Regions from separate parts of the Mus musculus genome. Here all the other regions are linked to region 2. Evidence: chromatin contacts called from public Micro-C and promoter capture Hi-C data. All regions are on one chromosome and are shown on one strand. Each heading gives the region's core, a stretch centred on a gene start, on an enhancer-like site or on the middle of the called end of the contact. The rest is flanking DNA. Distances are from core to core; before and after follow the strand shown.

What was found. Promoter capture Hi-C pulls out the DNA fragments that hold promoters and counts their contacts. Hi-C and Micro-C count contacts between places; a contact is called where the count stands out from the background.
Region 1: a Micro-C map of embryonic stem cells shows a contact between it and region 2, with 7 times the contacts expected there. The contact joins the promoter of Nkx2-1 here to the promoter of Insm2 in region 2. A contact is called at or near these places in 5 of 39 promoter capture datasets (cranial neural crest, embryonic stem cells, hippocampal neurons and 2 more), 5 of 484 Hi-C or Micro-C datasets (all in embryonic stem cells) and 1 of 115 datasets of contacts at active chromatin or transcription factors (embryonic stem cells).
Region 3: a promoter capture Hi-C map of liver shows a contact between it and region 2, with 2.7 times the contacts expected there. The contact joins the promoter of Snx6 here to the promoter of Insm2 in region 2. A contact is called at or near these places in 4 of 39 promoter capture datasets (cranial neural crest, liver and second pharyngeal arch cranial neural crest).
Region 4: a promoter capture Hi-C map of embryonic stem cells shows a contact between it and region 2. The contact joins the promoter of Baz1a here to the promoter of Insm2 in region 2. A contact is called at or near these places in 2 of 39 promoter capture datasets (embryonic stem cells and liver) and 1 of 9 other capture datasets (embryonic stem cells).
Region 5: a contact with region 2 is called in a promoter capture Hi-C map of embryonic stem cells, with 4 times the contacts expected there. The contact joins the promoter of Cfl2 here to the promoter of Insm2 in region 2. A contact is called at or near these places in 2 of 39 promoter capture datasets (cranial neural crest and embryonic stem cells).

The regions. Positions count from the first base shown.
Region 1 is chr12:56,534,630-56,539,094 of GRCm38.p6, forward strand. Nkx2-1 (NK2 homeobox 1) reads right to left here and starts at 2,279. Exons shown (of 3, transcript NM_009385.3): 1 at 1,680-2,279; 2 at 59-444. The coding sequence starts at 431. Gm26973 (a long non-coding RNA gene) reads left to right here and starts at 2,561. Exons shown (of 6, transcript XR_872771.2): 1 at 2,561-2,877.
Region 2 is chr12:55,596,937-55,601,441 of GRCm38.p6, forward strand. It overlaps Insm2 (insulinoma-associated 2), which reads left to right and starts at 1,981. Exons shown (of 1, transcript NM_020287.2): 1 at 1,981-4,505. The coding sequence starts at 2,537. The coding sequence ends at 4,018.
Region 3 is chr12:54,793,301-54,797,878 of GRCm38.p6, forward strand. Snx6 (sorting nexin 6) reads right to left here and starts at 2,362. Exons shown (of 14, transcript NM_026998.3): 1 at 2,348-2,362; 2 at 2,154-2,201. The coding sequence starts at 2,353.
Region 4 is chr12:54,983,877-54,988,116 of GRCm38.p6, forward strand. Baz1a (bromodomain adjacent to zinc finger domain 1A) reads right to left here and starts at 2,460. Exons shown (of 27, transcript NM_013815.2): 1 at 2,286-2,460; 2 at 1,790-1,931. The coding sequence starts at 1,902. It overlaps Gm51983 (a long non-coding RNA gene), which reads left to right. Exons shown (of 3, transcript XR_003950194.1): 3 at 1-773.
Region 5 is chr12:54,860,295-54,865,088 of GRCm38.p6, forward strand. Cfl2 (cofilin 2, muscle) reads right to left here and starts at 2,583. Exons shown (of 4, transcript NM_007688.2): 1 at 2,450-2,583; 2 at 1,232-1,539; 3 at 1,043-1,119; 4 at 1-943. The coding sequence starts at 2,452. The coding sequence ends at 831.

The DNA of each region.
Region 1 (4,465 bases), core at 1,029-3,528, 940 kb after region 2:
CGCCGACCGCGCCTCCGGTGCTTAGCCCGCGGCCCCGCGGCGGGGCGGCCTCACTTACTGGCGGGGAAGCGCGGGTCTGGGTTGGCGCCGTACCATCCGGGGCCCGAAGCGCTGTTCCGCATGGTGTCCTGGTAAGGCGGCAGCTCGCTCATGTTGCCCAGGTTGCCGTTGCAGTAGCCCCCCACGGCGGAGTGCGAGAGCTGGGGCACCCCCGCCGCCGTCATGTGGTAGGCGGCGGTGACGGCGCCGTGGTGCCCCACGGCGTGCTGCTGCATGGCCGCGGCCGGTGGGGCCGCCTGGCCCTGTCTGTACGCTGCGAGCGGAGCCCCGAGGCCGCCGCCCTCCATGCCCACTTTCTTGTAGCTTTCCTCCAGGGGACTCAAGATGTCAGACACTGAGAACGGAGTCGTGTGCTTTGGACTCATCGACATGATTCGGCGTCGGCTGGAGGAGGAAGGAAGAGGAGGAAAAAAAAAAGGGAGAGGGGGAAGGCGAAGCCTCGCTACTTTTTTTTTCTCCCTTTGCCAAATATTCTGGTGTTACCTTAACGCCGATCTTGTTGGATGTACACGTAACGGAGTGGACCGAGTCCGCCTTAATTGGCTTGAGTGGAGGCTCGGGGGCTGCCTCGCGTTTGTTTTAGCCCGGCGCCAGGTTTTAGGCAGCCACCAGAGGCGGGGCATAAGCGCTAAAGCAACAAGACAATAGAAGCCTACATCTTGCCCGAGATAATTAGCTTACATGCTGATGACAAGGTAAACACCTTTAAGCTTCACTTGTCAAGATTTTTAGGTCTCAAAGAGAGAAAGAAGGAGAGAGGGAGAGAGAGAGAGAGAGAGAGAGAGAGAGAGAGAGAGAGAGAGAGAGAGAACCAAAGCATTACTTTCCCCCTCCCTTGGACACCCCCACCCCCATTTTTGTGGGGTGCCTGTGGCGCGCGAGGAAAAGGCGGGGGGGGGGGAAGGAGGAGGGAACCGAGAGCGGGAGGGCCAGAGGTGGGGTAGAGAATAACCTAAGGGGAGGGATGGAAAGGAGAACGGAAGGTGAATACTGCTTTGCAACCAACTTGGGGAGTTACAAAGTGGAACCGCGGTCCAATTTGGTCGGGGTTCCGAGGTCAGGGGCTGGCCTTTGGGGGAGAAGGGGGCTGAGGAGCAGGGAGCGGGATTTCACCTGAGCCTGCCGGGGCTGCTCCTCCCTCCCGCTGCGGCCTCCCAGCCCCGCGCCTTCCCACCGCCTCCGGACCACATCGGGCTTCGCTGCGCTGAGCCCCAGTCACCACCAAAAGAGTGTGCGAGTCTGGGGATGAACCCTGGGGCTGCACTGTTGGTCTATGTGTCTGTCAGTCTGTCTGCTTCTTCTGCCGCCGCCGTCAGAGGGACACCTCTGCTCCCCGCCCCCTTTCCCCTTACCCGAGAGAATCCCAGCGGGCGGAGGGGGAGCTGAGTAAGGGAACGACTGCCTCCGGGAGGCTGTCACCGATCCCCGCGCCACCCCCCACCAAGCTCCTGGCTCCCTAGCGGACCAGCCCCCCCAGCCCACCCCACCCCGCCGCTCCCTTTCTCCACCCCTTTTGCCGGCCCAGGCAAGTACACCGCTGGCCCTCTGAGCTACGAGGCTAAGGGTGCGGGGGATTAACAGGAGAGTCCACCACGGAAGTTGCCCCATCTCGAACAAACCTGGTGCCCCTGACCCTTGCCCATGGCCTGGATACTTCGGCTTCAGAAGCTGATGCTGTCTTTCCGAGGACATCCCAGTCCCAGCACCCCAGCTCAGATCCCCGCAGTTTTCCCTTCCGATGCTTCAGTGAAAGCCCGGGCGGGGAGCCGCGTGAGCGCCCGCAGATCCGTTGCAGAGTGGAACTGAGTCTGAACCCGGGTGGAACTCGTTGTCCGGGAGGAGGCGAATATCTCGACGCCCGCAGCCCAGCGGGCGGGAGGCTGGGCTGAGGCTCGCCTCCTCCCGGAGCTCAGCCATGCAAAAGTGCACTTGCTTCCCCGGGAATAACCAAATATCTTTGTCTAAAGTGGCGGCGTAAATGGCCGGTCGCTTTGTGGCCACGCTGGATATTAGTAGATGAGGATCATTCTGCTTCAATTGGGCGCCTCTCATCCGGCTAGGAAGAAACTGCTTAGGAGGAAGTGGGTTTCCTGTCTGAGCGTTCCCAGGCTTCAAGTGTGAGCCCCGCGCCTTGAGGGTCCTTGGGCGCCTGGCAAGGGGGAGCTGTGGGCTGTGCTCCCTAGCGGGCCCGGGGGCGTCAGCCTCATTGCTGTTACCAGGTCAGGATCAGCAGCTAAGTGGGTTACCCAGCCAAGCCCTGCATGGCACAGATTTGGAGACCACCTCCGTTTTTTTTTTTTTCTCCTTGGAATTTAAGCGTTTTCGTTATTGTTTGTTTTTGTTTTGGCTTTGCTTGTCTGCTGTTCGAGCTTTCTTGGAGCGCTAGAGGCTGGGAGGGCGGAGTGCTTCCTGGCCCGGCAGGTGCCTCCTAGACACTTCGGCGGCCAGTCAAGGAGGCTTCTTGATTTTGGTTTTTGTTTTCACATTTTCTTTCCCCTCCTTGTAGTGAGGGAGCTCCCGATAATGAACAAGCAGTTTTGAACTACTTAATTCAGCAGGGTAGGCTCCTTTCCATTAATAGCAATTATAGTATGGAAAGTTGTTTTATTTGCTTTTTAAGATCTCTCCTTGAAGAGTGCTCTCTACTCCCTCAACACAAAGCCGACGACTAAACTAACATTAGCTTTCCTCACCACCTACCTCCATCGTGAAGGGAAGGAAGGCTCTGGGCATCAGCGGGCCTCCCATCTGGGCCCGCATTTTCGAACCGCCCCCGAGGTGGCTTTGAAGCAGGGAACCCCGACTTTAAGCGGCCAGGTGCGTTGTGTCTCTGTAGCTAAGGACAAGTGGAAAGCAGAGCTCTGCGCTCTCCTTTCCCAGGGACTTCTCTGGGGGGCGCTCTCAAGATGAGCTACAGCACTTTGGTCTACAGTGTCGAGAGTGCAGGGAGGGGAAGCCACGCTAGATCAAGTGAACGGCAGAAAGGGCAGGCAAAGCATAATGCAGACCTAGTCTGAAGGCGCGACCCAGATCTGCTAGCATTGGGAACGGGATCGTCTTAGGAAGTCCCTGGTCCTCCGTCTCCATTTAACCCCGTTATTTTATAATTGTTGGTGGTCATAGGAACACCAAGGGTAGAGTGTCATTTGTCTCTCCCGGTTTTAGTGCCACTTACAGAAGGAGGTAATTCTTCAGAAGGTTTTTTGGTGAGATTTAAGCAAAATCAGGCACATCAAAACACGCCCAAAGCTTTGAGGGAAGAAAATTAAGCTCACTAACAAGGTCGATATTTCTGTGTCTGTGGTTAATATCAAATCCATTGCTTCTTCGGGGGGCCTGTTAGTCTGGAGTGAAAGGTTTGTTCAATCTTCTACAGTCTCTGAGCCGTGCAGCCCGGACCTTCAAAAACACCAGCAGGTGGCCAGTTTGGGAGAATGTACACAAGCTGCATCTTAGCCCTACTGTAACTAGGGGCCCCCATCCCCAGCCGCACAGCACTAGGTGAGGGGCTGAGCTTCAGTCAGAGTTCGAGGGGAGTGATGCCTGGCAACCCCCATGCTTTACCCTGAAGGGGAGGGGAACTGGACTGAGCTTCAAACTTCTCCTGCTGGCACCAATGCCAACAGCTCCCATCTAGAACTGGGGGTGAGGGGCTCTGTTGCACTCTGTGACTTGAACCAAATGAACTTCCCATACTTCTGCCCCTTCATAAACATCCACCATTCTGGATTATTTCCCATGAGCACTGACATCCACAAGAGTAAGCCAGAATTCTCAAGAGCCTTTGGGGGCCTGGGGGGGGTGTTGGGTGGGTGGGTGGGGAGCCACCTATTTATCTCTGAACTCATCCATGCAAAGATCTTGAGAATTCTCACCAGGTTAGTCTTTCTGACTAGAGAGCATGCTGCCTCTCTGACTCATCTTGAACAGGACCCACTCGGGTTAAACCAGAGATATTTTTTTCCCCTCTTGTAGCTGTGGATTAATTCTTAAAAACCTAGTCCACCCCTCATGGCTGGTGCCTCCTGCGCTGTCAGTAGACTGGCCTTGTGGCTAGCAGGACAGAGCTCAGCCCTCATAAGGTTATTCCCTGGTTCAGCCCCAAGGGTCCTCTTTAATCTCACTAGTTAGGAATCAAAGGGCTGCAGAGACTCAGGCTTCACCAGAAGAAGAGCAGAGTAACCATTAGTCTTTGCAGCAGTGTAGCAGAGGGACACTTCCTTCTTCCCCTCCAGTGTCTCTTTGAAAGCTCACTGGTAGAACGCTAGAGAGAGGATGTCCAAACCAGATCTACCACTTGCCACCTACACCTCAGCTTGCTTACTTCCAACTCCCATGAAACCCTTCACATCTGCCAAGGGCACTAGATGTGCTTCTTCTAATGCTGCAAAGTTCAAAATGTTAT
Region 2 (4,505 bases), core at 731-3,230:
TATGTCTTTTTTTTTTTTTTTTAAGATTTATTTTTTACATGTAAGCACACCAGACACACCAGAAGAGGGCATCAGATCTCATTCATTACAGATGGTTGTGAGCCACCATGTGGTTGCTGGGATTTGAACTCAGGACCTTTGGAAGAGCAGTCAGTGCTCTTAACCGCTGAGCCATCTCTCCAGCCCTATTGTGTATCTTAGTGAGAGAACAGAAAGGATTGCTGGCACTCTGAAGAATCTTTTAGGATAGCCCAGGGGAGGTTCGCACCGAGTCCTATGTTACCGGAATTTTAAAGTCTTTATTTTTTAACTGAAGGAGTGACTTTCAGCTGGCAGGGTCAGGTCTCCCTGTCAAGGATCTGGGGAATGTCCACAACCGCACAAGTCTATCCTAGGGAAAGCTGCCACATTTAACCTTAGCCTTGTGTGTGTGTGTGTGTGTGTGTGTGTGTGTGTGTGTGTGTGATATTCTTTTTATTTTTATTTCTAATCACCAGAGTCATGTATACTTTTTGCAGGTCACTTAAAAGATCTAAAAACTGAAGTCAGCAAAAACTATTAAAATTCTTACTAAGCGGATGCGCATCACAACGTTTCCATCCCGAGCGCTTCCGGTGTCGCATGCATTTCATTCCTTCCTCACTGAGCTCTGCAGTGCACACATGCACCTTCCCATCCTGGGGCCTAGTGTCATGATGTACTCTGAGTTCCGTCTGATGCTGATGGCTAACTCATCATCTGCAGTAGAGGTGAGTTCCTCGACGTAATCTCAGCGTATTTACAATCACCAACAATACTGTGACAAAGAGTTTTCTTTATCCATATTTTCTAGAAAGTTGTTAATTAAGAATGAAAAAAAAATGTGGTATTGTTTTCCAGGAAGGTTGTCATTGAAGAGGGTGGGGGAGCAGCACTGGAGCTGGTGGAAAACACGAGCCAATATGCTTTGCTTCAGGAAAAAGCCTCGTGGGCAAGGGGTAGGATGAGATGAATTTGAGTGAGAAGTCAGCCCCGAGGTCACTGACATGTTGGAAATGACCAGCTCAGGAAACCAAGCTTATTAACCTACTTAGCACTTTAGCATTTTAATGATTCGGGATAGGAATTTTGATTGTAAAATCTCACACTTACTGTACGCCGCTCGCTCCACACTGTTTAATGGAAAGCATCATAACTGCTGAGCTTAATCCAGTCCTTAAAGTACAGCAGGACAGAAAACCAGAGGATCCAGGGTATTTGGTTAAGTATTATATTGTGAAACTTTATTGTGTGTGCATGCGCGCATGCCTGCTTAAGCATAACCTGATGCATAGCCAGAGATAAACAGACCTTCATGTCTCTTTCCTTAAATACTGTCCTCCATGTGAAATTACTTCACTGATGATGGGACTCAGCCTGCATTCCACTTTAACTGAGTCTGCTTTTAGTTCTGTTTATCGAGGAGCTCCGAGCACGGGTCTTTCCCTTTCCTCTTCTCACATTGCATGGGTTTTGTTATAAAGGCTGATACGGTACCTCTGTCGAATAGGGCTAATTATTTCACCGTTCAATCAGTACTACAAACCTACAAATCTCTTCAGGTTCTTAACTACAACAACGAAGTGCCCAGCTGGTGGCAAGGGGCCCAGAGGACAATCTGTTGAGTTGGTGTACTGCACATCTTTTGCAGAGTGTCTCTTGTCATGTAGAGGGAAGCAGGTGTAATGCCGATTCCACCAGCATTTCTCACTCAATCTCCTCCATGCTAAACAGGCCAGTTAGGCATTAAGTCATGTCTCTGGGTAGCTTAAGTGGAAAGTGTGAACAGAGAAACCACTTTATGTGAGGACAGTCGAAAATTAGATCCCTTCCCCTCCCCACTCCTCTTCCCCAAGGGAGGGGACACTTATCAGCCAAGAGCTCGGCGCCTGAACCGTGCAGCGTCCTGAGCTCCAGAGGTTTGCCAGCACGCACGATCTGCGGCGCCGAGAGCTCTTCTCCCCAGATGAATTCTCATAGTATCACAGAAGCGCGCAGTCCCGATCGATACTGGATGGCAGACGTGCTCCCGCCGTCAAGTGTAGGCACAGGGCGGTGGATTTAGCTGCCCTGCAGTTCGCTCGCAGCTTCTCATCAGCTCAGTACTGGCGGAGGGACGTTAACCCGTTCCCGCGCGGATTCCCGCCCTGTCGCGGTGGCCGTCCCTCCTCTGACCTCCCGAGGCGGCCGAGCCTTTCAGAGCGACGCCCAGGCGTGGGCCTGGTCAGTTCTCGGCGCGTGGCGGGCTGGTGGCTCTGGCTCCCTAGCGCGAGGTCCCCGGAGGCTGCACTGGGCGCCCCAAGCCCCTTCGTGCCCGCTCGTCTTCCCGCGTCTCTGTCGGGGCGCCCGGCCGGGTGGAGGCCCCGCCCCGGGACCCGCTCCCACTCCTGATTGGCCGGCACAGCCCGAGGGGCCCGGCCCGACCCGGCCCGGCGTCTCAGCTATAAAGCGGGCGGCCGCATGCCCGGCTCCGTCCAGCCCTCCTAGCTCCGGGGCTCGCCCGGGCACCCGACCCACCATGCCGAGGGGCTTCCTGGTGAAGCGAACCAAGCGCTCCGGCAGCTCCTACCGCGCGCGCCCGGTGGAGCCGCTTTTCCCTCCTCCGGGTCCCCTCGCGGCGCAATCCTCACCGGAGGAGCCCGGTCGGGGACTTTTGGGGTCCCCCTGCCTCGCACCTCCGCAGGACGACGCCGAGTGGGGCGCGGGTGGCGGCGACGGCCCCGGCCCCAGCCCCGCGAGGCCGGCGGGCCCCGAGCTGCGCCGCGCGTTCCTGGAGCGCTGCCTGCGCTCTCCGGTCTCTGCGGAGTCCTTCCCCAGCGCCACCGCCTTCTGCTCCGCGGCGCCCGCGGCCGTGACCTCCGGGGAGGAGTTGGTACCGCCGCAGGTCCCTGTATCCGTTCCAATTCCCGTCCCCGGGCCCGCCCCGCATGGCCTCCAGCGCCGCGGTAAGGGTGCCCCAGTCTGCGCCTCAGCGCCGGCAGCCGTCAGGAAACCTAAGGCGGTGAGAAGGCTGAGCTTCGCAGATGAGGTGACCACGTCCCCGGTGCTGGGTCTGAAGATCAAAGAGGAGGAGCCCGGGGCTCCGGCACGGGCTCTGGGCGGCGTCCGCACCCCGCTGGGGGAGTTCATCTGCCAGCTGTGCAAGCACCAGTACGCGGACCCCTTCGCTCTGGCTCAGCACCGCTGCTCCCGCATCGTGCGCGTCGAGTACCGCTGTCCCGAGTGCGACAAGGTCTTCAGCTGCCCCGCGAACCTCGCCTCCCACCGCCGCTGGCACAAGCCACGTCCCACGCCTGCCTGCGCCGCGAGTAAACCTCCCCACGCGCCTCTGACCCCTCCGGACCCTTCCCTGGCGACGGGCAAGGAGAACGGCCGCGTGCCGCGGACCGACGATCAGCACCCGCAGGCTCCGGACAGCTCCGGAGACGGTCAGCACCGGGACAGCGCCGCGCGCCCGGGCCTACAGGCTCTAGTGTACCCGGAGGCCGCACGACCCCAGGCTCCCTACCCCGAGGTGATTCTAGGGCGCCACGGGCCGGGGTCGAGCGGTGCCAGCGCAGGAGCGACGTCCGAGGTCTTCGTGTGCCCGTATTGTCACAAAAAGTTCCGTCGCCAAGCCTATCTGCGCAAGCACCTGGGCACCCATGAGACGGGCTCGGCCCGTGCACCAACTCCGGGTTTTGGCTCGGAGCGCACGGCCCCACTCACCTTTGCGTGCCCGCTTTGCGGGGCGCACTTCCCGTCCGCGGACATTCGAGAGAAGCACCGGCTATGGCACGCTGTCCGCGAGGAGCTGCTACTGCCCGCCTTGGTCGGGGCACCTTCGGAAGCAGGCCCCGGAGGGGCATCCGATGGTAGCGCTCAGCAGATTTTCTCCTGCAAGTACTGCCCGTCCACTTTTTTTAGCTCCCCCGGCTTGACCCGGCACATCAATAAGTGCCACCCCTCCGAAAGCCGGCAAGTGCTGCTGCTGCAGATGCCACTGAGGCCTGGCTGTTGAGGACCGAGGCCTGTCGAGATTTCGAGAATGGCTTGGAGAAAACATACGGGAACTCCTGTGGGACTCTCTTCATCTTGCAATTTCCAGTTTCCTTCCCATACCTTCCCTCTTAAAACTCTCAGTCATGGTGCCTGAGGAGAGGGCAACAAGATGTAAAACCCCCTCTCTAGAGCAGGTATGTATTTGGCATAAAAATTCACGGTCAACGCTGACAGCTTCAAGTCCTCACTCCCACTACAATGAGATTTCCCCTTCCTTAAAACGCTGGAGACCCCAATGGATTCCCTTGGGTTTGTAGTTCCTATGGAAAATCGCAGTGAACGCCTGCAAGTCTGTCTACACAAGATTCTACCTAAAGTGGTAGTCACCAACGTTTTTGTTTTTGTTTTTGTTTTTCTTTTGCCACCACAGGCACTTAAGTCGTTTCTGTCTCAATAGGGTCAGACTTTTTTTTTTTTTTTTGTCTTGTATATTCTGTGAATCAAGC
Region 3 (4,578 bases), core at 1,112-3,611, 800 kb before region 2:
GTAAATTCTAATTCTGTCTTATCCAAATCTCTCTCTCTCTCTCTCTTTGTAATTAATACACATAAGCATTGTTTTATAGTTAACTAGAGGTTAAATTTTAGAAACCAGAAATCAAATGAAGCTGCTATGTAAACTGAGGGAGTTCATTTATCATTTACAAAAGTATCTGGAAGCTGGGAATGGTGGCACACGCCTTTAATCCCAGCATTTAGGAGGCAGAGGCAGGTGTATTTCTGAGTTCGAGGCCAGCCTGGTCTACAGAGTGAGTTCCAGGACAGCCAGGGCTACACAGAGAAACCCTGTCTTGGAAAAAAACAAAAAAGCATCTGGCTGCTACTCTCAGGTCCCCGGTGAGGAGTCTCTATCCACACCACAGGACTTTTAAAGACACCTTAGAGAAACTTACATCCCATGCTCTTGGGTGTGCCTGTCTTTCTTTCCAAGAGAGTGGCTCTTTCCTAACCCTCATGCTTAAGCCTGAATTAAATAGCTTTATTAAACCCCAACCTTGGCCTGCAAGATGGCTAGGTAAGTGAAGTGCTTGCTAACAACCGGAGTTCAATCCCAGAACCCACATACAAGTAGGAGAGAGCTGGGTCTGCGAAGTTGTTCTCTGCAATGGAACACATATGACAGAAAAGCAGAACAGACGGGACTATCTGGAGGAAGGAAACAGATCAGCAGTAGTATGTGCCCCTCTGTGACACTAACTCTTTAAAACTGCTTCAGGGGCTGCTGAGATGACTTCAGGAGTTAGGGCACACTGCTCTTACAGACCTGAATTCAGCTCCCAGCATCCACACAGATTGCTCTCAAAACCACCTGTGACACCAGCCTCTGGGGTCTGACACTGTCTGACCTCTACAGAACTTGTTTGTACACAGTTGCACCTACCCACCACACAGACAAAGAATCTCTTACCAACAACAATATCCTGCACGGTTACCATCTATCCTGAATCCACTAACACCTGCATCTCTCACATTTTCTAGGATGGATAAGTAGCCGCAAAATAGAAAACAAAAGGAAAACTAGGCTAGGAGGCATGCACCACATCCACACTTGGGAGGCAGGAAAAAAATTGCTTTGTACAAGGAAACTTGTTTCAAACCAAGTTTCTGGACAAGTGTGAGCTGCTGAGTGATAAAATGGTGACAATGAAACTTTGCTTAGTGGCAGTCATACATTAGTAACAGTGCACCTGTACAAGGCTCTACATGCAATGCTATCTTTCACTAAGACAAATGGAGTGCTGCTGGGGGGATGCAGTGGGAGCGAGAAATGAGACCTTTGAACAAGGGGCAGGAAGCGGGGAGGGGGGAGAGTGGTCAAAGGATACAAACTTTCAGTTTTAAGTTCTGGATACTTAATGTACAGTGGAGTGACTAATAATAATGGATACTTGAAACTCTGCTGAGAGCAGACCAAGTGCTCTCCTCAAAAAAGAAAATGAAGGTACCTGAGTAAGGTCCCGAGTGAGGTCTGTGTTCATTAACTTGACAATGGTAATTATTTCACAACCTCTACACGCATCAAAATATCACGCTGTACATCTTTATATAAATTATTATTTTGTAAGTCATACCTTAACATGAGCTAGAGATGGGAGACAATATCGAGAGAATCCTGAAAAGGATGGGGATTGAGGAATATACTAGAAAAAGTAAAGATACTGAAAGCGACCCGTTCTTTAAAAATCTTTTAGGGCAAAACTGAGATTTGCTGATTGCAAAAAAATCATTACAAAAGAGTAAATTTAGACCAAATCCATACCATTCAGCAGAGAAAGGAGAAACGAGGTTCCAGAAAGCCACAGAAAGATTTTGACGGTACCACCGGGAAGGTCTGAAAATGGGTTTCGTGGCCCAGAGAGTCAAGGATGGGGGCGTTCCAACCCGGCCACCCCACCTGCAGCGGGGCCTGGGAAAAGCAAGCTCAGCACAGGGTTGGATCGCCCACCTAGGGCGAGAAAGCGGCCACGGGACCAGCGGAACCGAGAAGCGCCCGACCCCAGGGACGAAGGGCTGCAGAAGGGCGGGGCGCGCGTCGCGGAGGTCGGGAGGGCGACCCAGGGCGGCAGCGCAGCCTGGACCCCTTCTCGGGCCACGGCGGGGGAGGGACCGAGGGTCGAGACCACAGAAGACACAACTTACTCCGCGGTCTTCCTCCGAGAGGAAGTCGGGGCCGTCATCCAGGCCTTCCTGTGGGGTCGGCGGGCCCAGCACACCGAAGGGGAGGCAGGGAAAGGGGGAGACACAAAGAGAGACATTAGCGCCCAGCCCGCGCCGTCCCCGCGCCCGCCGCCCCCACCGCGCGCCCCGAGTTCGGCGCCGCCGTGAACACCCACCATCATGGCTGCTTCGAGTCCAGGGCTCGCGCAGTCGCACAAGCAAGGCCACGAACCTAGTCGGCCGCGCGGGTGGGGCGGAGGGCGGAGCCGAGCGCCAGCCCCGCCCCCCGCCCGCTCTAGGAGGGGGAGCAGTCCCTGAAGGGGAAAGGACGCAGGGTCCTTTGCTCCAGGTAAGAGGGAGGGTTGGCCCAGAGCGATAGTCGCTGCTCACTGCTGGCGAGCTCAGGCTTGGGAAGGCCCCAGGGCCACCCGGAGAACGGTCCACGTCTCTTGCCCCCGAGGGCCCCTAAAAAACTGTACCAGTACTCCCAGGAAGTCACAGTAAATATTCTTGTCTTTGTATTGAGTTACATGATGATTAATCACCATTAATACCATATTGCCTGTGGAAGTTTCAGGAGCCAAAAGCCTTCACACAATAAGCAGACAGGGGCTATAATCAAGCTTTTACTGCTGGGGAAGTAATAACTACCTCAGTTTGGGGTGCTAATGACCGAGCACTATAAAAACAGAGCCGTTCTCATTACAAGAGTATTCCTTGCCTGTATACTAAGAAACAATCGCCAGACCTGATCTAACTGTCCAGCTGAGTAGCAGGAAAGGAGCATCCACAGATGCTTCAAGAAAATAATCCCTTGGGCCAGCATGTTGGTTTAGCAGTGAGGAAAAGTACTTGCTGCTAAGCCTAGAGGCCTGAGTTCAAGCCCCAGGACTGACCCACAAGGTAGAATGGTACTGCAGATTGTCCTTTCACACACACAAAACCAATAAATAAATAAATTTTATAAAAATAATCATTTCTAACTTACCACACTTCACTTCTACAAAGGATCACTCAAGCAAAGCTGTGTCTCCACTTTTATTTATTTATTTATTTATTTATTTATTTAGAGACAGGGTTTCTCTGTATAGGCCTGGCTGTCCTGGAACTCACTCTGTAGACCAGGCTGGCTTCTGACTCAGAAATCTGCCTGCCTCTGCCTCTGCCTCCCAAGTGCTGGGATTAAAGGCGTGTGCCACCACCGCCCGGACTATTGTGTCTCCACTTAATGACATCATCACTCTCAAGGTCCAAGCCTGGTTTCGACTTGTCCTCTTCAGATCCTTCATCTCCTCATGCCTCACATCCAAACAAATACCACCGTGTCTGCAATTGACTCATTTTCTCCACCTCCCTTCCTACACATATACATGTAAATAACGATCTGCTGGTGTGAATCTTCTCTCCACCCCTGGCCTTACTAGCATCTCAGCCTTCCTGGCTCTGACAATGACACCCTAATTTCAGCCAAGAAGCAGTTACAGAGAGATTCCATTGCCCTTTATCATCAACAAAAAGTCTGAAATGACCAAAGTGCACATGCTGGCCAGCCTCCAGGCTCTCAGCATCTCAAATATCTACTACAGGGCCCATGATGGCAGCCCAGCTCCTCTTAGCTCTTCTCACCCTGCCCCTACCCTAAACGTCTCCAGCTCACAGGCTTCCCCTCCCCAGTGCATTCCGACCATGTTCTCTCTCTCTCTCTCTCTCTCTCTCTCTCTCTCTCTCTCTATGTAAGTACACTGTAGCTGTCTTCAGACACTGCAGAAGAGGGCGTCAGATCTCCTTACAGATGGTTGTGAGCCACCATGTGGTTTCTGGGATTTGAACTCAGGACCTTCGGAAGAGCGTTCGGTGCTCTTAACCACTGAGCCATCTCTCCAGCCCCCTATGTGATCTCTTGGTCCCCTCTCTCTTGTCTCTCTTTTCCTTCCCTCTTTCACTCTCCCCACCCCCCTTTCTCCTTTCATGCCCTGGTCCAGTCTGCTGCTCCTGTAAATTCTACTTTCTCTCCTTGCTCTGGATTCTTCCAATTGATTGTACCCTCTCTTGTATCTATAATAAGAACTTCCTCTCAACCATGGTCTTAGAGAGACCATTGAATTTACTTTAAGGGTTTTTTAGGGGGCTGGAGAGATGGTTCAGTGGTTAAGGGTACTAACTGCTCTTTCAGGGGTCCTGAGTTCAATTCCCAGCCACCACATGGTGGCTCACAACCATCTGTAATGGGATCTAATCTCTTCTTCTGACGTGTCTTCTGGTGTGTCTGAAGAGAGCAACAGTGTGCTCACATAAAATAAATACATAAGTAAATCTTTTTTTTTTAAGGGTTCTTTGGAAAGTTGATTAGATGGTGTTTTGCTGGGGAAAACACATGAATGAAGGTTTTGTTAAAGTGAACACAGTT
Region 4 (4,240 bases), core at 1,210-3,709, 610 kb before region 2:
ATTAAAATAAAAAATAAAAAATTTTTGGGCCAGGTCAGGCCACTCTGTTCCAGTTTCAAAGAAACCTTGGAGCGAGAGAGCGAGAGACTGAACCAAAACTCACTGTGGCCCACGGGCTGGCCTTGAACTTGCAGACCCTCTGGTTCAACCAATGCCAGGAGAGCCTTTTCAAAAGACTGCTTATATAAAACCAAGGAAGAGTTTTGGATGTGAGCCTGTTAACTATTTTCTTGGTACTCTTAAATTAAAAATTAATCAGAAATGTTCCTAAGGATTTTAGCTTAAACATTAGATGAAGACATCATCCTCGCACAGTTACCCAACTCAATTCCACCTAAGAAGTTACAAGAGTGCACTCAAAGTAATAAAACAAGTCTATACAGGAGCCCAGTGAGATGTGCACTCCTACTTAAGGGTACTGTTTGGTGAAAAGTACTATCTACTTCTCTAGATACAACATGGTTACCTGTAACCCCTTCTAGGGAGCTGAAGATAGGGTAGGGAGTGGAGGGTCTTTCTTGGAACTGACTTTTCTAATCTCACTACTCCTTTCTCAGCTGGCTGTTGAGTTCGCCTAAAGACATCCCTGGATCAAGCCTTTCTCTCAGGCCCCCAAACTCAGAAATCCTCCTTCACACAACCTATTCGGTTGCTATTAACATACGGTTTCTAAGCCACAAAGAGAGTCTGCGTGGAGGAGAAAGAAAGAACGAGAGGGCTTGTGTGTGTGTGTGTGTGTGTGTGTGTATGTCCCGTGACTGATCAATTCGGGTTCTCACTTAAGAGTCTGTTTAAACACCGGTCGCTGCTTCGTGTCACTGAGCCACGCACGGAAACTCTTGGATACACCAAGCAATGACAAAAAATTGGGAGTTGAAGCTACATCTGCAGCAGCTTCAGGTTCTTATCAAAACAAAAGCAGTGGCACATGTCAGGCGGCCCACATGAGCCAGAGGAGGGAGTGTGTGTTGGGGCGGGGAGGTGGCGGTGGAGGCGACAAACTGAAGCTGGAGTTGAACTTGTCTAACCCCCCTCTCCCAACTCCCACCGCCTAGCTCTTGGTGCTCGAAAGGAAAACCAGGGGCGTCCGGGACCCCGCTATCTCCCACTCCTTTCCCCACGCTCCGCTCGACTACTCCCTCGCAGGTCTCCTGGGGGCGGAGACGCCGAGTTCCCCGGGGACCGGAGTTTAGTCACCAAGAAGAGGCGGTGACAGAGCGTGGCTCTCGTCGCACACTCCCAGGCCTAGGCGGCGCGGGACGCGAGGCCGCCGCTCAGGACACCCGTGCCCCAACGCTCCCCGGCCCCGTCCTCCCGGCCGGTGAAGTAACCCCTTTGCCCCCAACGCGGAGCGAGCCTCCACTCCCGCCCCGTCCCCACCTCAGCCCCGGCAGCCTCCCACTACCAAACGTCAGAAGCCACGCGCGACCGCGAAAAACCCAGTCCGGGGCCAGCCCGCTTCCTGCCCTCGGGCTCGGAGAATCCCTCTCCGGGCTGAGGCACCGGGGCGGCGCGCGGGCTGACCCGGCGGGGATCCCGGAACCGGCGGCCGAGCGCGTGCGGCCACGGCGGGGAGGGGCGAGGCGGGGAGTTTCCGCCCGCCCGGGCGAGCGCGGCGGCTCCGAGCGGTCGCCGGCCTCCGCGGGCCCCGCCGCCAGCCGCCCCACGCGGTCACGGCGCGCGGGGGATGGGCGGCCCGGCCACCCGTCACGAGCCCCGGGAGAGAAAGAGGAGACAGACAGACAAAAGGGCGCGGGGGCGGCTGTCCCCGCTGCGCGGCCGGCCTTACTCGTAGTGGCGGAAGATCTCGTTGGTGACTTTACAGTAGAAAACTTCCTCGTCCGGCCGCAGGTCCCCCGGCGGCTTCTGCCTCACGAAAGGCTTTCGGTGAAGCAGCGGCATCTCCCGGCTGCGCGCGTCCGCCCGCGCCCCTAGCAAATTGGAGGGAAAGGAGAAAGCCGGTAAGGTCGGGGAGCGCCGGGGCGGCTCGGCTGCCTTTTGTGTGACAGACGAGTCCGGTCCTCCCCGCCGCCGGGGTGCCCAGTCTGTCGGGCGGCCGCGGCCCCGGCGCGCCCCGCGGGCGCCTCACAATGGGGCGGACGCCCGGCGGCGGGCGGTGCGGCGGCTCCCCCCCCCACCCCCCAGCGCCGCTCCGGGCCGCCGCACCACCGGTCCCGGGACTCGCAACGTGCTCGACGCATCCCCGGGGCTAGGCGGCCACGGAGCCCGGGCGCCGCCGCGCTTTGTTCCCGGTTCCCCGGGACGCCGGCTGGCGAGCCCCTCACCTGCGAGCACTTGCCCGCCGCCGCACCTTCCCACGAGGAACGCCGCGAGGTCCCGGCCCGCCCCGCCCCGGAGTCTCTCCCGGCCGCCGCCGCTCCCGCTGCCACTGCCGGGCTCCGCGCGGGGATCGCGTCCCGCCGGCACTTCCCCGCCTCTCCGCGCTCCCGGGAAGTTTCTGAGCTACTTTCGGCTCTGAAGGAGGAAGAGCTGTGGGGAGGAGCTTTTCGCTTCTCGCTTCTACCTTTTTATTGGCTACTGGATGACTTTTACAGCCTGTCACTGATACAGGAAGAGAGGGCGAAGAGCCTGGGAGAGCTACATTATTAATTAATGGAGCAACCCCTCGTGAGGAATCAGAAGCATCCTCCATGTTTGAGATTATCGGCCAGAAGATCTGGGGAAAGCGCTAGTGTTCCTTAAACACATGGCAGACAAAGTAAAGTCTTCATCTTTTCCAATGGGCCACCAGCGCCCAGCTATTGAGTTGAAAAGGGGATTCCGGCTCCGATTTAAATTGCGTTTTGAAGAAAGGAAGAATAAGAAACGAAATCGCTAAAACCCTCAAAGTATTTTGCATGCGTAATCATCCATCTTGAAAGAAAGAACTTTTTTTGACACCAGTCCTTCTTGATACTTAAAACAATTCAAAGAGTTTGATAGCTCAGGAAAAGACAAAAGTTTGAAATGTCATCTCACTTATATGATCCCCCTACATATTTAAAACTAAACCCAGAATTTTTAAAAAGTATAAGTAACTTATAATCTACAAGTAACTTAAGGTCAATTTTCAGTTCAATTAGAGTCCTAACGATGTTAAATTTACTACCGAGATGTCTCATTAAACAATTTTCCCATATCAGTAATTTTCACAAATGAAACCAAATTTAATTCTTATAAGACTTGGGACTTTTGAATTGAAAAGGATATTCTAAGTTAGAAGTCATTCAGAATGTTCACCAACTTTTAATAATTTTTGCCATCACTCTATTTGCTTATTTGCAAATTAACATGTAAGAATGAGTCTAAAAGTATAACTGAGGAATAGTCTTCCAGTAAAATGTTACTTTTTTTCCTAATTACTAATGCTGTGAAATGATTTTAAAAACTGGGATCTTCTATAACTATTTGTATGTGGGTGGTGGTGTTTAAGACTATTTACCAGTTATGAACTTCTCAAACTACTATGATTATAGAACGAGTAAAATAATACTTGGTGAAAGTCTGTTCTATGGCACTAAAAAGCAGTTAATAGTGTGTGTGCATACACATTTCTGCATGAGCATAGCCACAGAAGCTTACAAGTCTCCCAGTGGCAAGTATATACGTAAGACTGTATGCTTTTCAGAGAAGTACACAGTACACACTTAAAGACTTGGTGTTTTGAAAATTGACCTCCAAATTTCTGAGTTCGAGGCCAGCCTGGTCTACAGAGTGAGTTCCAGGACAGCCAGGGCTATACAGAGAAACCCTGTCCCGAAAAACAAACAAACAAAAAACTTTTAAAAAATTGACCTCCAAATAATATACAGAATAATAGTAAGAATTCTCTAGGAAGTAGTTATTAATAGCACCTACAACAGTCCCCTAAACAAGGGGCAAGAAGAAAATTTAATTTACAAGGTGAGTGTTGTGTGTGCGTGCATGAGAGAGAGACAGAGAGATAGAGACAGAGAGAGAGAGATAGGTGAACCCAGGGGCCTAAGCATGCTAAGCCCCTAGCCTGAGGTCTGTATTAGCACAGTATGCATATAATCCAAAAGTTAAAATAAGTGGGAATCTAGAAAGGGATTAAACTCTCTGAATACTTCTAGTTTTCAACTTACTATTTGCTACATTTTAAAAATTGTTAAATTATCGAAAATCGAGATAGGCAGGCAAATGGCTCTGTGGATTAAGACACTTGTCACCAAACCTGACTACCTAGGTTCCATTTCCAGAACCCACATAGGGGAAAGAG
Region 5 (4,794 bases), core at 1,333-3,832, 740 kb before region 2:
GTAATCTGCCACAATTTTTATTGCAACGTGGCCACTTTTGTGAGGGTAGGGAGTTTGATCTCAAAACAATGTTCCATTTAAGGCTCTTTTATACAGAAATTGCCATCATGACTGATATTCAAAATATCTGTAGTGTTTCAAGACTCATATGGTAAACATAAATTATACAGTAGTGTACACTCATCGGGAAACCAAAGACATTAGCACAGCTGTTTCTTTGAAAAAAATATGAAGGCAAGAAGAATGAACACTGAGATACTAGGATAAATTGATGACAGGTAATAAAACTTAATTGGCATTCTTTATAAGGGATTAAACGCATTAAAAAAAAAGTGCTTTTAACGAATAGTGTTAAATCTGTGCTGCCAGGTCACAAAAATAGGCTTGCCAAGGCAGGTGAGGTGTATGAAGGCTCCAGTGCCTCAGAGAACGGTAATCAAGTGCAACTATAAATAATACTGAAACAAGTCTCCCATATGACCGACCAGTGGATAATATTTTCAAGGCATTCAGTTAGCTTACCCTTTGTAGTACTCTAAGCTATTCACATTGACAACCACATCCATTGTAACGTTCACTGCAAGGAAGGCATGGAACCAGTTTGTTTTGGCTAAAATAAGACAGGAAGGCATTCCTTGGGAATACAGAAAAGTAACCATATGAAACAGTCTCATGGCAATACTGACAGGCTTCTTATATTCACTCATTCACGAACGGGACCAGTGAAAAGGGAATAAACAAAAAAAAACAAAACCTAATACAATTCCAGTGGACTGAGCTGGAGAGATACGTGTAAGCCCCTTAAGATCAAATGGCACTTGGCTATTATTTTATAGTGGCTTTCCTTCAAGGGAAACTACAACACTGCCCCCCAGTTTCTCTCCCAGCGTCGAGCGGTCCTTAATATCGTCCAAGCCATTTACTTGCCACTCATGTTTAATACCTAAAACGGAAAAGAAAAACACACCTCATTAACCTTATAACTAAGAAAGAGTAAAAAAAAAAATTTTTTTTTTTTGTACAGAACAGTCGATGTTGGTACCTGTAAATTTCTTTTTAATGGCATCTTTAGAGCTAGCATAAATCATCTTGCTTTTTAACGGTGCACTTTCAGGAGCCCTACGGGGGAGAAAATGTTGAATTTCAAAAGAAAAACAAAGGCAAAAACTGACTCTGATAATAATAATCCTTGCACTTTTAGAAGTACTTTTTTTCTTTTGTTTTTACACACCAGAATATAAATACTAGGTCTTCTTTCTTAGACTCTTTTGTTTCGTACGTGGCATCGTACAAAGCATATCGGCAATCATTCAGAGGCAACAACTTCACAAAAGATGTGTAGGGGTCCTCTACAGTGTCACCAATGTCACCCACCAAGATCTGCTTGGCTTCCTCTACAATTATTTGTCTTTTGTCATCGCTCAAACAGAAGAGAACTGCTTTCTTTCTTTTTTTGATCTCCTCCTGTGTAGAAGATTTTCTTACTTTCATATCATTAAAAACTTTGATGACTTCATCATTCACTGTAACTCCAGATGCCTGAAAACAAACAAAGGGTGGGAATTTAGAATAAGGATTTCGGTTTTAACCAAAATCATAGACTTCAGTCTGGCCAGAGTATTAAAAAACTGCACCAAACAACGTAAGCAGTCCTATTAGGTCTGTCAATTTTAAATATCAGAAGAAGATACGGGTAAAATGTCTAACTCATACTGCTCATTCATCCTTCTTAAAGGAGTACGGAGAGAACCGCTAACGGGAGGTGGGAAGGGACAAATACAGTTGAGCCATGCCTGAAATGTTTCCTATTTCACTGGGTGATGTCAGAGCTTCAGGAGCAGCAGCAAAAATACCTTCTGTATTGTGTCAACTCTGCAGGCCTTAAAAAAAAACACTCCAGGATTTCAGTTAACGCTTCTACTATTTTTTTTTTCTTTCTTTAAAGCCGTCTTAGCCACGGCTGCTTCCACATAAGGAAAGAGAATCAAGTGTAAACTCCAACCCGCTGCGGCTACAGCGATTACGCCCCACCGCCCATTGGCAGCCGCTTTGAAACTAACAGATCCCGTGAAAAGGCTCCCTACGGCGAGAAAAGCGTTTTAAAATAGGTTTCTACCTGTTCAATCTCCTCGGAACGGCGTTATGGCCGGCCTCCTAGACCCTCACCCAGAGGCTGCTGGCCACGTACCAACCTTACAGCGCGCGAGTTAAAAACCTTAAGCCGCGCAGGGCAGAGCAACACGCGGGGGCCCTGGCCCAAGGAGCGACCCTCTCGCGCCGGGCCTGCGCCGGGCCCTCCCGCCTCGGGACTCGGAGCGGCCGCAGGGCCTCGAGCCCTCGGCCCGCAGCGCCGAAGCGCCCACCGCACAGGCCCAGGCAGGGTTAAGATGGCGGCCGCGCGGGGATCCGCGCCGCGCCCAGCATTCCCCCGCCGGCGCGCCCACCTTACCATAGTGCCCGCGGCTGAAGTGGCTGCGGCGGCGGTGGCTCGGACTCCGGCTCGGTGGCACTGGGACGAGAAGAAGGAGGGGTCGGCGGCGGGCAGCAGAGAGTGCAGGGCACGCCGGGAGCTGCAGCCGGGCGGGCGGGCGGCGGGCTGGAGGGCCGCAGGGCGGGCGGGGCGGGGGCGGTCACGTGGTCAGGCCCCGCCCCCGCCGCTGTCCTCCGCCTGACCCCGGAGCTCCAGAACCGCTAGCAGAACCACGCGCAGCGGCGGCGGGAGCCCCGATGCTGACAGGGATGGTCGTAGCGACCAATCCGGGTTCAACGCTCGAGCGGTTCGCGGGCTCCTGGCGCTGCTCTGGGGGGTTGTGACGTGAGGAAACGGGGTGTGGTGGTCGGGTAGAGAGCTCTTTGCTTCATTCACTTGCGCTTTCCACGGAAAGGGTCCGGATTGTAACCTTTCGGGACCCCTTTGGAAAGCCCCGACTTTGAATGAATCGTTAAGATCTTATTCTTCTTTGTGTGTTTGAATTGAGACAGGATCTCGTTTGGAGTCTTTTGCGGGTCTCTTGATTCATGAAGTAACTGCAGATGACCTTGAACGGATCCCGCCTCCATCCTGCAGGTGTTGGGATTACAGGCAAGCACCACCTCCCTGGGTTTAGACCCCTCTTATTACTAAAAGGAGAACGAACACTATAAATATTACCTTAGTGATTGAAGTACTAAGCAAAGGCAGAATGAGAAGCAGGAATGTTGGCTTATACCTGGAATTCTGCAAGAAGAGGGTGAGGTCACAAAAAGTCTCTGGAGATACCTTGGACAGAATTATAATCCAAGTAAAACCAGAAACTGCTCAAGTTACGTTTCTTTTCCCCTGTAAATGGGATGTATTGAGATTACTAGAAAAATAAATGTTTATATGTGGAGAGAAAAGGGCCTGACACATTTGATTTGGTAATTGTGTTGAAATCGTGTGTGTGTGTGTGTGTGTGTGTGAGAGAGAGAGAGAGAGAGTGTGTGTGTGTGTGTGTGTGTGTGTGTGTGTGTGTGTGTGAATAGGTGTGCTGTGGGAGTCATTTCTCCTCTACCGTGTGGGCCCTGGGAATTAAACTTAAGTCATCGAGCTTGGTGGTACCCTATCCCCATGTCAGGCAGCACACAGGCAGTCGTCACCTGTGAGCTCAGCTCCATGGACCCTGACTCCCTCTCCTAACCTTCACAAACACCTGCACATGTGCACACACATAAAAAATAAATGTAAAAAATCCTTTTGTTTTTACTCAGTGTACATGTAGGTGTATCTGTGTGAAGGTCTGCTATGTGTGTGTGGGTGCCCTTAGTAGCCAGAAGATGTTTGATCACTGGAGCTAGAGTTGCAAGAGTGGCAGACCATTGTGAGCTGCCTGAGCTGCCTGTTGTGGGTGCTCCGGTCCACTCTACTTTCTCAGGCCCACAGATTTATTATTATACATAAGTACACTGTAGCTGACTTCAGACACACCAGAAGAGGGCATCAGATATCCTTATAGGTGGTTGTGAGCCACCTTGTAGTTGCTGGGATTTAAACTCAGGACCTTTGGAAGAGCAGTCAGTGTTCTTAACTACTGAGCCATCTCTCCAGCCCTAGTTTGTTCTTAAGAGTGAGTGCTTCTTGAGCATGGAGAAAGGATTGTGGGAGGGGGTGACTTGGAGGTGGGCAATGAGCAGAATGTAAAGTGAATAAGTAAAAAAATAAATAGTAAAATAAAAAAAAAATTGCCGGGCAGTGGTGGCGCATGCCTTTAATCCCAGCACTGGGGAGGCAGAGGCAGGCGGATTTCTGAGTTCGAGGCCAGCCTGGTCTACAGAGTGAGTTCCACGACAGCCAGGGCTATACAGGAATTCACTCAAAAAAAAAAAACAAACAAACAAACAAAAACAAAAAAATTGGAGCTGAGACAAAAGGATGGACCATCTAGAGACTGCCATATCCAGGGATCCATCCCATAATCAGCCTCCAAACGCTGACACCATTGCATACACTAGCAAGATTGTGCGGATAGGACCCTGATATAGCTGTCTCTAGTGAGACTACGCCAGGGCCTAGCAAACACATAAGTGGATGCTCACAGTCAGCTATTGGATGGATCACAGGACCCCCAATGGAGGAGCTAGAGAAAATACCCAAGGAGCTAAAGGGATCTGCAACCCTATAGGTGGAACAACATTATGAACTAACCAGTACCCGGGAGCTCTTGACTCTAGCTGCATATGTATCAAAAGATGGCCTAGTCAGCCATCACTGGAAAGAGAGGCCCATTGGACTTGCAAACTTTATATGCCCTAGTACAGGGGAACGCCAGGGCCAAA